Regions from separate parts of the Sus scrofa genome. Here region 2 is linked to region 1. A link is a contact called in public Hi-C data. All regions are on one chromosome and are shown on one strand. The core of a region is the stretch at or near the end of the contact, and the rest is flanking DNA. Distances in the headings are between cores, read along the strand shown.

What was found. Hi-C and Micro-C count contacts between places; a contact is called where the count stands out from the background.
Region 2: a contact with region 1 is called in a Hi-C map of embryonic fibroblasts, with 5 times the contacts expected there. The contact joins the promoter of LOC100518330 here to the promoter of RHBDF2 in region 1. A contact is called at or near these places in 2 of 5 promoter capture datasets (fetal liver and liver), 34 of 47 Hi-C or Micro-C datasets (adipose tissue, alveolar macrophages, blood and 15 more) and 2 of 2 datasets of contacts at active chromatin or transcription factors (alveolar macrophages and skeletal muscle).

What each region holds. Positions count from the first base shown.
Region 1 is chr12:5,006,014-5,012,478 of Sscrofa11.1, forward strand. It overlaps RHBDF2 (inactive rhomboid protein 2), which reads left to right and starts at 2,521. Exons shown (of 19, transcript XM_021066584.1): 1 at 2,521-2,540.
Region 2 is chr12:5,045,123-5,051,587 of Sscrofa11.1, forward strand. LOC100518330 (serotonin N-acetyltransferase) reads right to left here and starts at 2,504. Exons shown (of 3, transcript XM_005656910.3): 1 at 1-2,504.

The sequences.
Region 1 (6,465 bases), core at 1,271-3,770:
TTCCTGTCCTGGTGCCGCAGAAGCGAATCCGACTAGGAACCATGAGGTTTCGGGTTCAATCCCTGGCCTCGCTCAGCAGGTTAAGGATCCAGTGTTGCCCTGAGCTGTGGTGTAGGTCACAGACGCAGCTCGGATCTGGTGTTGCTGTGGCTGTGGTGTAGGCCAGCAGCAATGGCTCCAATTGGACCCCTAGCCTGGGAACCTCCCTATACCGCAGTGTGGCCCTGAAAAGACAAAAGACAAAAGATAAATAAAAATAAACTTTAGGAGTTCCCGTCGTGGCTCAGTGGTTAACGAATCCGACTAGGAACCATGAGGTTGCGGGTTTGGTCCCTGCCCTTGCTCACTGGGTTAACGATCTGGCGTTGCCGTGAGCTGTGGTGTACGTTGCAGACGCGGCTCGGATCCCGAGTTGCTGGGGCTCTGGCGTAGGCCGGTGGCTACAGCTCCGATTCAACCCCTAGCCTGGGAACCTCCATATGCCGCGGGAGCGGCCCAAGAAATAGCAACAACAACAACGACAAAAGACAAAAAAAAAAAATAAATAAATAAATAAACTTTAGACTGGGTGTGTGTGTGTGAATTATAAAAATAATGCAGGCCCATGGCATGAAATGAAAAGCAAGTCCGTTTTTCCCCTCTTCGTGCTCTCTTCGTGCTCACTCCACAAACATACTTCCAGAGAGGTTTCTGTGGCTCTACCAGCATTTATATATATAATGACCCTTTAACTGTAGGTAAATGCAGTTACACTAAACGTGCCTCTTGCTCCTTGACACTTAACGCATCTAGGCTGTATCCAAATCAGCAGAGAGCGAGTGAGCTCCCCACTGTTCACAGCTGAGTGACATGACTGCAGATTATCCCCTGCTCTGTTTAATGCCCTGCCTGCCGGCTGGACAGGTGCTTGCTGTTGCAGCCAAGCCTGTGATAAGCAGCCCAGCACCTGCACGCTGGGCAGCGTGCCCTGTTTCTTTCTTTTTTTTTTTTTTTTTGTCTTTTTAGGGCCGCACCCGCGGCCTATGGAGGTTCCCAGGCTAGGGGTCGCATCAGGGCTACAGCTGCCGGACTACCCCACAGCCACAGCCACACCAGACCTGGGCCCCATCTGCCACCTACCCCACAGCTCACAGCAACGCTGGATCCTGAATCCAGGGATCGAGGCCGGGGTCGAACCCGCATCCTTATGGATCCTAGTCAGGTTTGTTAACTGCTGAGTCACAAAGGGAACTCCCCAGCGTGCCCTGTTTCTGATGGGACAAATCCATGACATCGGCCGCCACCTGGAATCCCTCCACTCCTCCTGGGGGCTCCTGCAGGACCACTCGCCAGAGTCTACCGTCGGATGGTGACTGAGTTAAGTCCAGCTGCTCGACCTCTCTCTCTCTCTCTGCCTCCTCTGTCTCAGCCCTGCAATGGAGGTGATAGAAAGGGTACCACTTCTGGAGCTGTCTCAAGGGTGGCGTGTGCTAGATAACGTGTTAGACCACAGGGGTCAGGGGAAGGATTCGGGACGGCTTGCTGCCCTTCCTGTCATTGTTCCTTGAGTGCTTCATCTCCCCGGCAGAACACCGGCTCTCCTCGTGGGGCTCTGGTCTTCTCTGTACCCCGCAGCTTCCCAAGATTTGGATGCTGTGGGTGCCAGATACGTGGTCCCCGCTTGTGCTCCTGCCGAGGGATCCTCCAGCTTCGGCCCACCCTCCACTCCCCAAAGCCTTTCTCTGGCTGATCTTCCTTCTCTTTACTCCCCACCCCCACCCCTACCTGCCCTCTCACCCCACCCCCCACCCCTGTCCAGGTTAGTGATAACAGGGGTGCTGGGGGGGTTCCTCAGGAGCTCTGCAAAGGATCAAGGTCTGGACCCACCCTGAGACCAACACCATGGCCAGATTCCTGTCCCCAGGCTTCCAGACCTTGCCCCTCTCCCCGGAGGCTTGAGTATCACATCAACCTCTGGTCCTCCAGGCTGGCGAGGCCTGCTCCAGGGGGAAGGCGAGATGATAAGAGCCGGCCCAGGGCTGAGAAAGGGACATCTGGCCTTGGGAGCTCAGCCCGGATCCCGCCCCCAACACACCCACCCACACAATCGTTTAGTTCATCTAGTCTGAAGGGGGAGGCTAGGCGGGTCCTTGGCCTCCAAGGAGGGAGATGGGTGCCCCCTGCCCCTGGAGGTAGTCAGACCCTGAGCAATCCTGGCACCAGCAGGGGTCAGCCCGGGCCACAGCTACCCAGTGCGTCAGAGTAGATGGGTCTGCACTTGCCTCTGGGAGCGGGGAGGTGCAGGAATTTTTGGCTCAGGCTGCAGGGCAGCTGCTTGAGGGACTCTGCAGGGGTGGGGCCAAGTGGACTGTGCCTGCCCCCACCCCAGGGAAGCAGCAGAGCTAGGGGAGAAATTGCAGCAGAGGAGGGAGATCAAGAGTCAGAGCAGAGCTTCTCTGGGCTGAGAGCAAATAGAGACTGGCTTGGAGGAGACATTGGGGACCTCCTGTGATAACAGTAAGAGCAGTCTGAGTTTCAACGGCAGCTGCTAACAATTAGAAGTGAGTACCCTCTAAGGGGCTTCTTACAAAAGCCCCATGTTTTTTTTTTTTTCCTTTTTCAGCCACGCTGGAGGCATATGGAAGTTCCCCAGCCAGGGTTCCCATACCAGCCACAGCTGCAACCCCCCACTACAGCTGCGGCAACACCTGATCCTTAACCCACTGCCCCACAGTGGAAACTCCTACCTCTATTTTATTTTAGTTTTTATTTTTACAGACTAGGGAAGTTTTCAGGCTAGGCGTCGAATTGGAGCTGCAGCTGCAGACCTACGCCACAGCCACAGCAACACTGGATGGGAGCTGCATCTGGGACTTTTCCTGCAGCTTGGGGCAACGCTGGATCCTTAACCCACTGAGCAAGGCCAGGGATAGAACTGCATCCTCATGGATACTAGTCGGGTTCTTAACCCGCTAAGCCACAACGGGGAACTCCGGAATCTCCAGATCTTGACATCTTTCCTCTGCGTCCGTGGCAGGAATCCATGCGAACCAAGATTCTGCCCCATCAGGAAGGTTCTGCGTCATTGGAGCAGAGGCAGCGCGGGTGTTTTACTGAGTCTGCCCTAAAGAAGATTCCTGTGACTCGTCTAGAGACCCCGCCGTCCACCCAGGCACCCAGCCAGAGCTTCTCCCAGCGGCAAACCCTAGGCACGCTTCTGTCATTGGCACCAGCTCTGGACTTAATGCCGAGGGAGGGTGGGGGCAGGGGAAGTTGAGTAAGACCCGTCCTCAGCCTTGGAAGGCGCCTCCGCCTCGGGAGGATGCGGAGGAGGGCGCGTTGGCGGTAACGGAGAGTCGCGGGCAGGGGCAGAGATGAGAGAAGGCTTCCTGGAGGCAGAAGCTGCAACAGGACTCACAGGCGAGACCTTCCAAATGTGTTTCAAGGAAAGGGTGAGGGCTAAAAGGTCCGGGGGAACAGGCTTGTTTGACCTAAGGATGAAGGCGCTGGAGGGAGGGTATGGGAGATGGCTGTTACTGGAGTGGTTTTTCTAGAGGGTTGACGTGATCGTGGCACTTCGGACCTAGATTTTTCTCTTTGTCGGGGGAGGAGAGGATGGCGCCCGGAAGACGAGCTCCAGCGGAAAATAGGGCTCTGCCCGGGCTGAGACACCACTGGATCCGTCGCTGGGCACCGCTGCCCCAGGAACCGCAGAGCAGGACACTGGCGTCCAGCGCGGACCCGGCCCGGGCCGGCCCGCCCCGCCCCGCCCCCCGGCACCAGGCCCCGCCCCAGGCCCCGCCCCCGCCCCGCCCCCTCCCCCGCCGCCCCGCGCAGGTAGGGAAGAGGCGGAGCGCCGGGGCCCCGCCCCCAGGAGCCACCGCCCAGCCGCTGGCCGGCGCCGCTCGGAGCTGCGTCCTGGGGACTTGGGGCCGCAGGGAGGTGAGCGCGGGGCAGCGGGCGGGGCCGGGCTCGCGGCAGCCGGGCGGCCGGTGCCAGAGGGGCCGCGGGATTGCGCCGGAGCACGCCTTGGGGCGGCGGTGCGCGGCGGCGAGGGGGCCGGCCTGCGGAGTTCTCGGGCCCCACGTGGGCCAAGCCTGGGGCCAGAGGCCAGGGCTGGACTTCAAGGGGCCGCTGGACCGGGTGTGCTGGCTTCTTGTGCTCGGCTGGGACGAGGCGCCTAAGGGGTTCGTGGGCCATGGGTCACCAGAGATGGGGGCATGACAATTGGGCCGAAGTTTAAAGTCCCGGGAGGAAGAGAGGGGACAGCCCTAGGGCCGGACCGCGCCGTCCCGCCTTCGTCCCAGAAGCGCCTGGAATTCATACCTTCTGCTCCCCTCCCCTTTCTCCTGGGTGAGCAGTCGCGGCCGGGGCGGGGTTTTTCGGTTCAGCCTGCCGCCGAGGTGGAAACAGGTGCGGCCGGGGAGGCTTCTTGCCAGGCTGGTCCAGAGCTCAGAAACTGGACCCCAAAGTCCTGATTTTTCGGCAGAGAGGCTTGGGAAGGCTGCCCCGCTCCGGTTCCCCCGGGGCTCTGCGTTAGGTTAGGGAGGGACTCGTCTTTAGGTCGCAGACTCTCTCCACCCCCACCCCCCCACCCCCCGCCAACTCCAGGGCAGAGGGGACCCTAGGTATCAGCCTAACTGGGTGAAAAGCCAAGGGGGAGGGCCTAGAGTTGGAGCCCCTGCGAGGGAATGTCTAAGGAGCGGAGGGATTGCAGGATCGACCCCACATGCGGCAGCTGTTTGCCAAATGGCTAGATTTAAGACCCTGTGTGGGTGGCTTTTGCTGGTCATATAAGGAGCCCAGCGGCTGTGTTATGTCTCTCACTCCCTGTAGGAAAGGCAGAGGGAAGAGTGGAAAGTGAAACTTGTTTTAGAGCAGTAGTCTTCAGCCGGGCATTTTTTTTTCCTGCCAGGGAACATTCAGCAATGTCTGGAGACCTTGTGGTTGTCACAACTCAGGGGAAGGGGCCAGTGTTGTTGCTACTGGCCGCCGGTGCATAGAGGCCAGGGAGGCTGCGAATCATCCTACGGGACGGCCCCCACCGCAAAGAATCCCCCAGCTGTCCATAGTGCCCTGCTGTGGTTGAGGGACCCCGGTGCAGCCCCTGGTCCGTCAAGTTCTGTATTGACTGCCCCACTCCCTGCCTCAGTTTCCCCAGGGGTTAGAGAAGGAACTTGGAGTATAGCCTAAATGAGATACATGGTTCCCAGCTTAAACCACGGGCCCTGCAGGAAGCCGGTCTGGGTGCTGTGGTGGGAGGAGCTGAGACCAAAGGGCTGCGAACTGGGGCCCTCTCACGGCTCTGTCCTGGAGTGCTTCACCCCCAGGGCGCTTCCCACGCAGGGGGGAACCAGGACAGCCCTGGAGTTCAAATATCCCCATAGGGTCTGGTGGGGGGGGGTGGTGTCTGTTCTCATACATTTTCCCAGCACTGGTTTGCTGAGGCGGCCGTGGACGCCTGGCACCGTGTGACCTGCTGTGATTTTTCCCTTCGGAATCCACACCTAACCCCTTGGGCACTTAGACCAGGAAACTAATATCCAAGGAATAACAGGATGCTAATTCCTCGTGGCCCCCCAGTCGACCTCCCTTCTGCGGTAAGAAGTGCCACTGTGCCACTGGGGACCCTGGGTTAGACAAGAGGCCCACGCTGGGCCCAGCTGCTGGTGGAGGGTGGTGCCCCCGCTCGGGGTGTTAGCTGAGCACCAGTGAAGATGGAGGGTACCAGGGCCGCAGGCCAGGGAGGCCCCCCCGTACGGGTGCCCCTGAGTTATTTGAGTTGGGCTCAAGGAGTGTGCTCCTGCTTTTTTGTGGTGGCGGGGGGCGGGGGCGGCTGTCACAGAGGGGCTGGGCGGGACGAAACAGCCCAGGCCACCAGGCCACCTCTTCCACTTCCCAACAGTAAACATTACCTCCCGCACCCCCGTCCCGTTCACTTCGGGACCTTGGCCTCCTGGCCTGGACCCTTTGGTCCCCTTGGGCACTTTCTACTTTAATTTTTGCTTTTTCGGGCTTCTTTTGGCCTTTTAACTTTAAAAATCTAATGTGAGACTTCCTCCCTTTCAGCTAAAAACAAACCAACCCATAATAGCGGCCCCCATAAAAAAAAAAAACCCATAAGAGTGGTCCCCATAAAAAAAAGCCCGTAATAGTTGCCCCATCTCTGTGTGCCTCTTAAGGCACCAAGCAGCACCCAGACTTGCATAGAGATGTTCAGGAAGTGACCTGGGCTGTCCATTCCCAGGCCCAGCCCTAAAGCCTTGTGCCACTTGCGGGCAAACAGACTGGCAGGTGACTCCTACCGGGCTCACTCATTTCTGCGCTGCATCAGTACCTGGTGTCACACACACACACACACACACACGCATGCGCAGGCTCACTGCCCAGGAGGGGACATCTCTCCCTCTAAAAGGAGGAATAAATCACATCACAAATGCATTGTGGGGAGTTCCCATCGTGGCTTAGTGGTTAACGAATCCAACT
Region 2 (6,465 bases), core at 1,254-3,753, 39 kb after region 1:
GGGAGCCTGGGCAAACCCACCTTTGAGGGTCCTTCCAGCTCAGGCAGCCCGAGAGTACTACCATCTACAGCATTTGCTCAATTAGAAATGCAGAACTGTGGAGTTTCCACTGTGGCTCGGGGGTTAAGAACCTGACTAGTATCCATGAGCACGCAGGTTCAATCCCTGGCCTCAGTCAATGGGTTAAGGATCCAGCATGGCTGTGAGCTGCGGTGTAGGTCGCAGATACAGCTTGGATCTGTCATTGCTGTGGCTGTGGCTGTGGCTGGCAGCTGCAGCTCAGATTCAACCCCTCGCCTGGGAACGTCCATGTGCCACAGGTGCGGCCCCAAAAAGCAAAAAAAGGAACAAATTCATAGTGACAAAACAGAGTGACAGCAGGGTAGAGGGTGGTGGTCAAAGGTATAATGAGCCACTGGAGGGTCTGGGGGCCTGGAGACATCTTTCCCCGCCCCCCAACCTCATCCCACCTGACCCCACCTCCAGTGCAGAGTCTGGGGTAGCTCAGATGCATCTAGAAGGCGGGGTGTGGGGTGGGGCTTCCAGGAACTTCCCACTTGGAGCCCCACCTGCTCCCCATTCCCACCTCCATCCTGCCCGGTTCCCACTGCAGGAGATGAAGTGGCAGGCCCTGGGGGTCAGGGGGTCCCCAGTGCTGATGATGCCTCCAAGACCCCAACTTTCCAGGCAGAGCAGCCGAAAGGCTCCGACAGGCAGGGAAGGCAGCCCTCCGTTCAGGTGCTTGAGCATCTATTTGCATTTTTCCGCGGGTTTGGGGGGCATCCTTCTCTTCGCCCCTCCCCTGCTCTGAACATGTGCCCCACACACCTGGCACCGAGCACATCTTGCCTAATCGTATTTACCTTAGCAACCTTAATCTGTCACTAGCAGGTTCCCTGGGGACAGAGACTCAGCTGGAGAATTAAGTGCGGGAGTCTCACCCCCCCACACCTCCCCACCCCCGCCTCCATGGCGGGGAGCAGGGGAAGCAGGGCTCGGCAGAGGGAGAAGTTGGGCTGTGATGACGCCGTTGCTACAGAGGCCTCGGCTCACAGCAGAAGGAGCCAAAAGCCCCTCAGAGACGCCTGGATGGAGGCAGGGGGCAGGGGGCAGGCCTCGTGGCCCTGCATCCGTCCTGCTGAGGCAGCTTCCTCCAGCGGAGCGCAATTCCCGCGTGAGAACCTAGGGGGTCTCAACAGATGCACCGGATGGGACATCGGGATCCCTTCCTCCAAGCTGTCTGGAGCCACCCTATCAGGAGGGGCGCAGTCACAGCAGCCAGATACCCGCACCTGTCTCGGATCCCTCTTCTTCCCAACCAGGAAGCCCCTCGGCTTGCCTGACTCCCTAAGGTTGCGAATTCCCCTCCCCTGGGGCTCTGTTACTTTGGTTCCGTCCCAAGCCTGGCCCGCTCCTTCTCTCACCGCCCCCAACTTCAGGATGTGAGCTTCTTTACCTGCTGCCAAGGAAACACTCTGGATTTTACCCCAAGCCCAGGCTTTTGCTGTCTGTGCCCAGGGTGCCTGTCCCCAGGAGTGGCCAGGTGCACCTACAGTTCTTATACTGACATGCTCCTGAAACACCTGAGATTTTTCTCACACTGCTGCCTTTCCTTTCGCTGCTATCCCATCCCAGTTCCCTGTCCGTGAACGTTGTAATGATTGTACCCCTGCAGCATGCCAGGGGCCAGAATATTCTACCCACCACTGGCGAGGGAGGTCCTCCTTAGCAGGCCAGGATCAGGGACAGACTCCATTATAGTCTGTTCCCTGGGACCACGGCCTGAGGCCAGAGGGCCACACTTTGTTGCTCCGTAGGGACAGTCATTGGCTGGACGAGGCATCTTCTTTCAGCCAAGAACCATCTCTGGGGAGGAACTGCAGCTGTGAGCCTCAGCAGGTGGGACGTGTTCCCTGGACCTAAAGGTGGACTTGGCCTGGGCACCACAGTGTGTCCACTGCATGCCCATCTCCTTCAAAGGCCTAGAAATGCCTGGAAAACAGCGATTTCACTGAACACGTGGTAACGCACTCGGTACCTAGAGCAAGAATCTATCAACTAGGTGTTGATTCTTCTGTTGAGGAAGGTGGCACTTAGCTCCTTGACTTCCTGTGGGTTTCTTTTGACGCCTCCTTTGCGTGGATAGGCTGACATCACTGCAGGGCTGACTGTGGCCCTGTCCCGTTTAGGGTTCAATACCTGCTTTGTTACACAGGCCATTTCCCCAGGAACTTTCCAGACCTTTCTAGAATGGAGGTGTCAAAAATGGGGAGAGACCGCCACCTCCTGGAGAAAGAAGGCACCTATGGCTTCCTGAGCATCTGGAGCCCCATCGTCCAGCAGAAAGATCCTGGGACCACCCCCCATTTGTGATTTTCAGTTTTCTAGTAGCCACAAGAAAAAAAAAAGCCAAAGGAAACAGGTGAACTTGACTTTAAAATAATATTGTATTTAACCCAATATATAGAAAGTATTTTCATTTCAACAAGTCATCAATATAAAAATTATTGGAGATATTGTATTTATTTATTTATTTATTTTGCCTTTGTAGAGCTCCACCTGCAGCACATGGAGCTTCCCAGGCTAGGGGTCGAATCGGAGCTGTAGCTGCTGGCCTTCGCAGGATCCAAGCCACATCTGCAACCTGCACCACAGCTCACAACGCCAGATCCTTAACCCACTGAGCAAGGCCAGGGATTGAACCCGCAACTTCATGGTTCCTAGTCACATTGGTTTCTGCTGAACCACGACAGGAACTCCTGGAGATATTTTATATTCTGTAGAAGCAACACCGAGTAGTTATGTTGTGAGCCACATGGGAAGTCCAAGAGATATTTTATATTCTGGTTTTTTTCTCCCCTTCCACTGAGTCTCCCAAACCAGTGCTTTTTTTTTTTTTTTTTTTTTTTTAATTTTAGGACCGCACCTGTGGCATATGGAAGTTCCAGGATAGGAGTTGAAACAGAGCTGCAGCTGCTGGCCTATATCACAGCCACAGCAACATGGGATCTAAGCCACATCTGTGACCTATGTCGCTGCTTTCAGCAACACTGGATCCTTAACCCACTGATCGAGGCTAGAGATGGAATCTGAATCCCTATGGACACTGTGTCAGGTTCTTAACCCACTGAGCCGCAATGGGAACTCCTTTTTGTTGTCATTGTTGTTGTCTTTTTAGGACCACACTTGAGGCCTACAGAAGTTCCCAGGCTAGGGGTCAAATCGGAGCTGCAGCTGCCGGCTACACCACAGCCACATCGACTGTGATCTGAGCTGCATCTGTGACCGATGCCACAGGTTGTAGCGATGCTGGACCCTTAATACACCAAGCGAGGCCGGAGACTGAACCCACAACCTCACAGACACTGTGTTGGGTTCCTAACCTGCTGAGCCACGACGGGAACTCCCAGTGTGTTTTTACACTTATAGCCCATGGCAGTTCAGACAAGCCACATTTCAAGTGCTCAAAAGTCACATGTTTTTGGGGGGCACTGCAGTGGGCAGCCCAGATCTAGAAACCGAAGGCTCATAGTGGGGGAGGAGGAGAGCACATGTGCGTGAGTGTGCAAGCGCAGAGGAGCAGGGCGAGAGTGGGTGTGTGTGTGCTGGGAGTGTGCCTGTGGGGGTGGGGTGTGTCTAGGACAAATGGAGAGCTGGGACTTGAGGAGGGACAGAGGAGTCCCAGGGACTGTTGGCACATCTGGGACCTTTGAGAGAGGTTAGCTCTCATTCAGTCATTCCACAGACATCTTTTGTGCACCTACCGTGGGTCAGACCTGTGCTGGACGTTGGTACCAACGTGCAAAGAAGATTTGGTCCCATAGGAGAGAAAGGCATGCAAACAAATGGTTGGAATAGAGGGAAATAAATTAATCAGACGGGTCTGACCAGGGAAGTGGGGAATAAGTGGGAGAAACGGGGCTTCCTCATGGATAAGAAGCGCCCCCTTGGGTATTCTAAGATGAAAAGGGGTTCTTTAGGTAAAATCTTGGGTTGAAGCAGAGGGAAAAAAAAATTCCAAGCAGACAGGGAAGCAAAGGCACAAAGGCACCAAAAAGTCGGGATCCTGGAGTGAGCAGCTCCGGGCACTGGGTGCAGAAGTGGTAGGTAGGTTGGAGGTGGGTGGAAGGAATGGGTTTGTGAAGGCCTCTCCCTGCCTCCGTCTCGTGTCCCGTGGAAAGCCACGGGAAAAAGCTCAGCGGTCAGATGATCATGCTTACATTTTCACTCTCCTGGGAACGAGGTGGCGAGGAAACGACAGGAATGTTTAGGGAAGAGACGGAGGTGAAGGAATGGCAGCAGCTAATGTTGATCAGGCTTGTACCTGGCACGGGCAGGTGCAAAACACCTTCTATTCATCATGTCAGTCAAATTGGCCACAGCCCTCTCAGGTAAGCACTGTTTTTTGTTTTGTGTGTGTGTGTGTGTTTTAATGGCCCCGCCTGCAGCATATGGAGGGTCCCAGGCTAGGGGTCGAATCCGAGCCGCAGCTGCCGACTTACACCACAGCCGCAGCAACGCCAGATCCCAGCTTTGTCTTCAATCCACATCACAGCCCACAGCAACACCGGATCCTTTAACCGACTGAGTGGGGCCAGGGATTGAACCCGCGTCCTCATGGTTACTAGTCGGATTCATTACTTCGGATCCACAACAGAACTCCTAAGTAAGTGCTGTTATTAGTCCCTTTTTACAGAAAGCAAACCAAGGCTCAGAGAAGTAAAATAACTTGCCCAAGGTCACAGAGTGAGTCGGGGGCAGCACAGGCTTCAAACCCACATTCATTTAACTGCAGAACCTCACCCTTCGCCACTGCTCCAGCTCCACCCTCTGACACCCCCGTGGAGCTGCTCCTGGCTGTTCCAGGTCTGGGAGTGTGTGAAAAGGGGGTAGATGGACTGTGACCTGGGCTTTGATGACTTGTGGGGCTCAGTGTTGAGGGCTGACTCCCAGGTGGCCAATTTGGTACCCAGGTGGGTGATGCTGCCGACCAGCTGGATGAAGGCTCTGGGAGAGAAGGAACAGGTGGGGGAGAAGATGTCTCTTTGCACCTGGGGCTGGCTGGTGCTGGCAGTGGCTGGCGAAGAGTGTGGCCTGGTTAGGTCATAGCGGCCCTACTGTGCTGCAGGCTGGTCTGGCGGATTTGCTATCCTTGGCGCCCCTGTATCCTCAGGAAGGAGGAAAGAAGGATGAGCCTGCCAATCTTCGGCTCTCACTCATGGCTCAACGTCTCCACTGTCGCCCCAGCACAAAGTTTTCGCCCAGTGGAGGGCCGTCCATCCTTGGGGTCGGGAGTGAGAATGGCCAAAGGCCAGCTGCTCTGAGGCCTGATTCTGACTCTACTCCAGGGTGACCTTGGGCAAGGTCCATAGTTGCTTCTCCCAGGGCATCAGTGCAAGGAGGGGTAAAGCTCCAGGAACAAGAAGAGCCCTTTTATTTATTTATTCATTTGGCCACACCCATGGCACGCAGAAGTTCCCAGGCCAGGGGCTGAACCTGGGCCACAGCAGTGACCAGAGACACAGCAGTGACAACACCAGGTCCTTTAACTGCTAGGCCATCGGGGAACTCCAAAAGGAGCCCTTTTAACTCCCAAAGCCCGAGATTCTAGAGCAACCCAGAGTGGGAGCCTCAAAGGCATTGCTCTGGCCAGCTGCTGAGGGTTGGCAGTCCCTGGGATGGTTCCCCTCCCACCCGCCTTCCTGGCCAAAGCCCCCAGCGCTGAAGGCAGCCTGGAGCCCCCAACACTCACTGCAGGGTAGAAGGAGCTTCAGGCCCCTCTGGATTTGCTCCTCCAGGAGGTTTGCAGAGGCCAGGCAGGGTGGGGCTCCCCCAGGGGGCAGTGTGAGAGGCGCCCAGTGGCTGGTTAAGATAGGGGCGAGATGTGGCCTGCTTCCCCAAGATCAGTTCACTCTGCTGCCAGCTCTGCTGCTTCCAGCACCGGGCCAGCCCCTTCGCAAGGGGAGTGGCCAGGCTGGCTCAGTTTCCAGCAGGCACATTTGTAAATAAGCAAAATACTCCCCAGAAGCATCTCTGTTTCCCAGGAAGGGCTAGGTGGCGAGGCCATGGAAGAAGGGGGTTTCTCCATTGGGGAATGAAGGCTTTTTTTTCATTCAACAATTAGGAAATCGAGGCATTCCCACTGTGGCACCATGGGATTGGGAGCGTCTTGGGAGCCCTGGGACGCAGGTTCAATCCCTGGCTGGGCATGGGGGGTTGAGGATCCAGTGACCCTGAAGCTGTGGCTTAGGTCACAGCTGCAGGTCAGATCTGAACCCTGGCCAGGGAAACTCCATATGCCGTGGGGCAGCCAAAAAAAAAAAAAAAAAAAAAAAAAAGAAAGAAAGAAAAATTAGGAACATGAAAATTAGGCAGGGGCTTCCATCCCGGCTCATTCCACCTGCCAGCCTGGGTGTGCCGAGACTGTGGTTGGGAGCTTGGGGTTTGGGAAGTGGTCATGCCTTA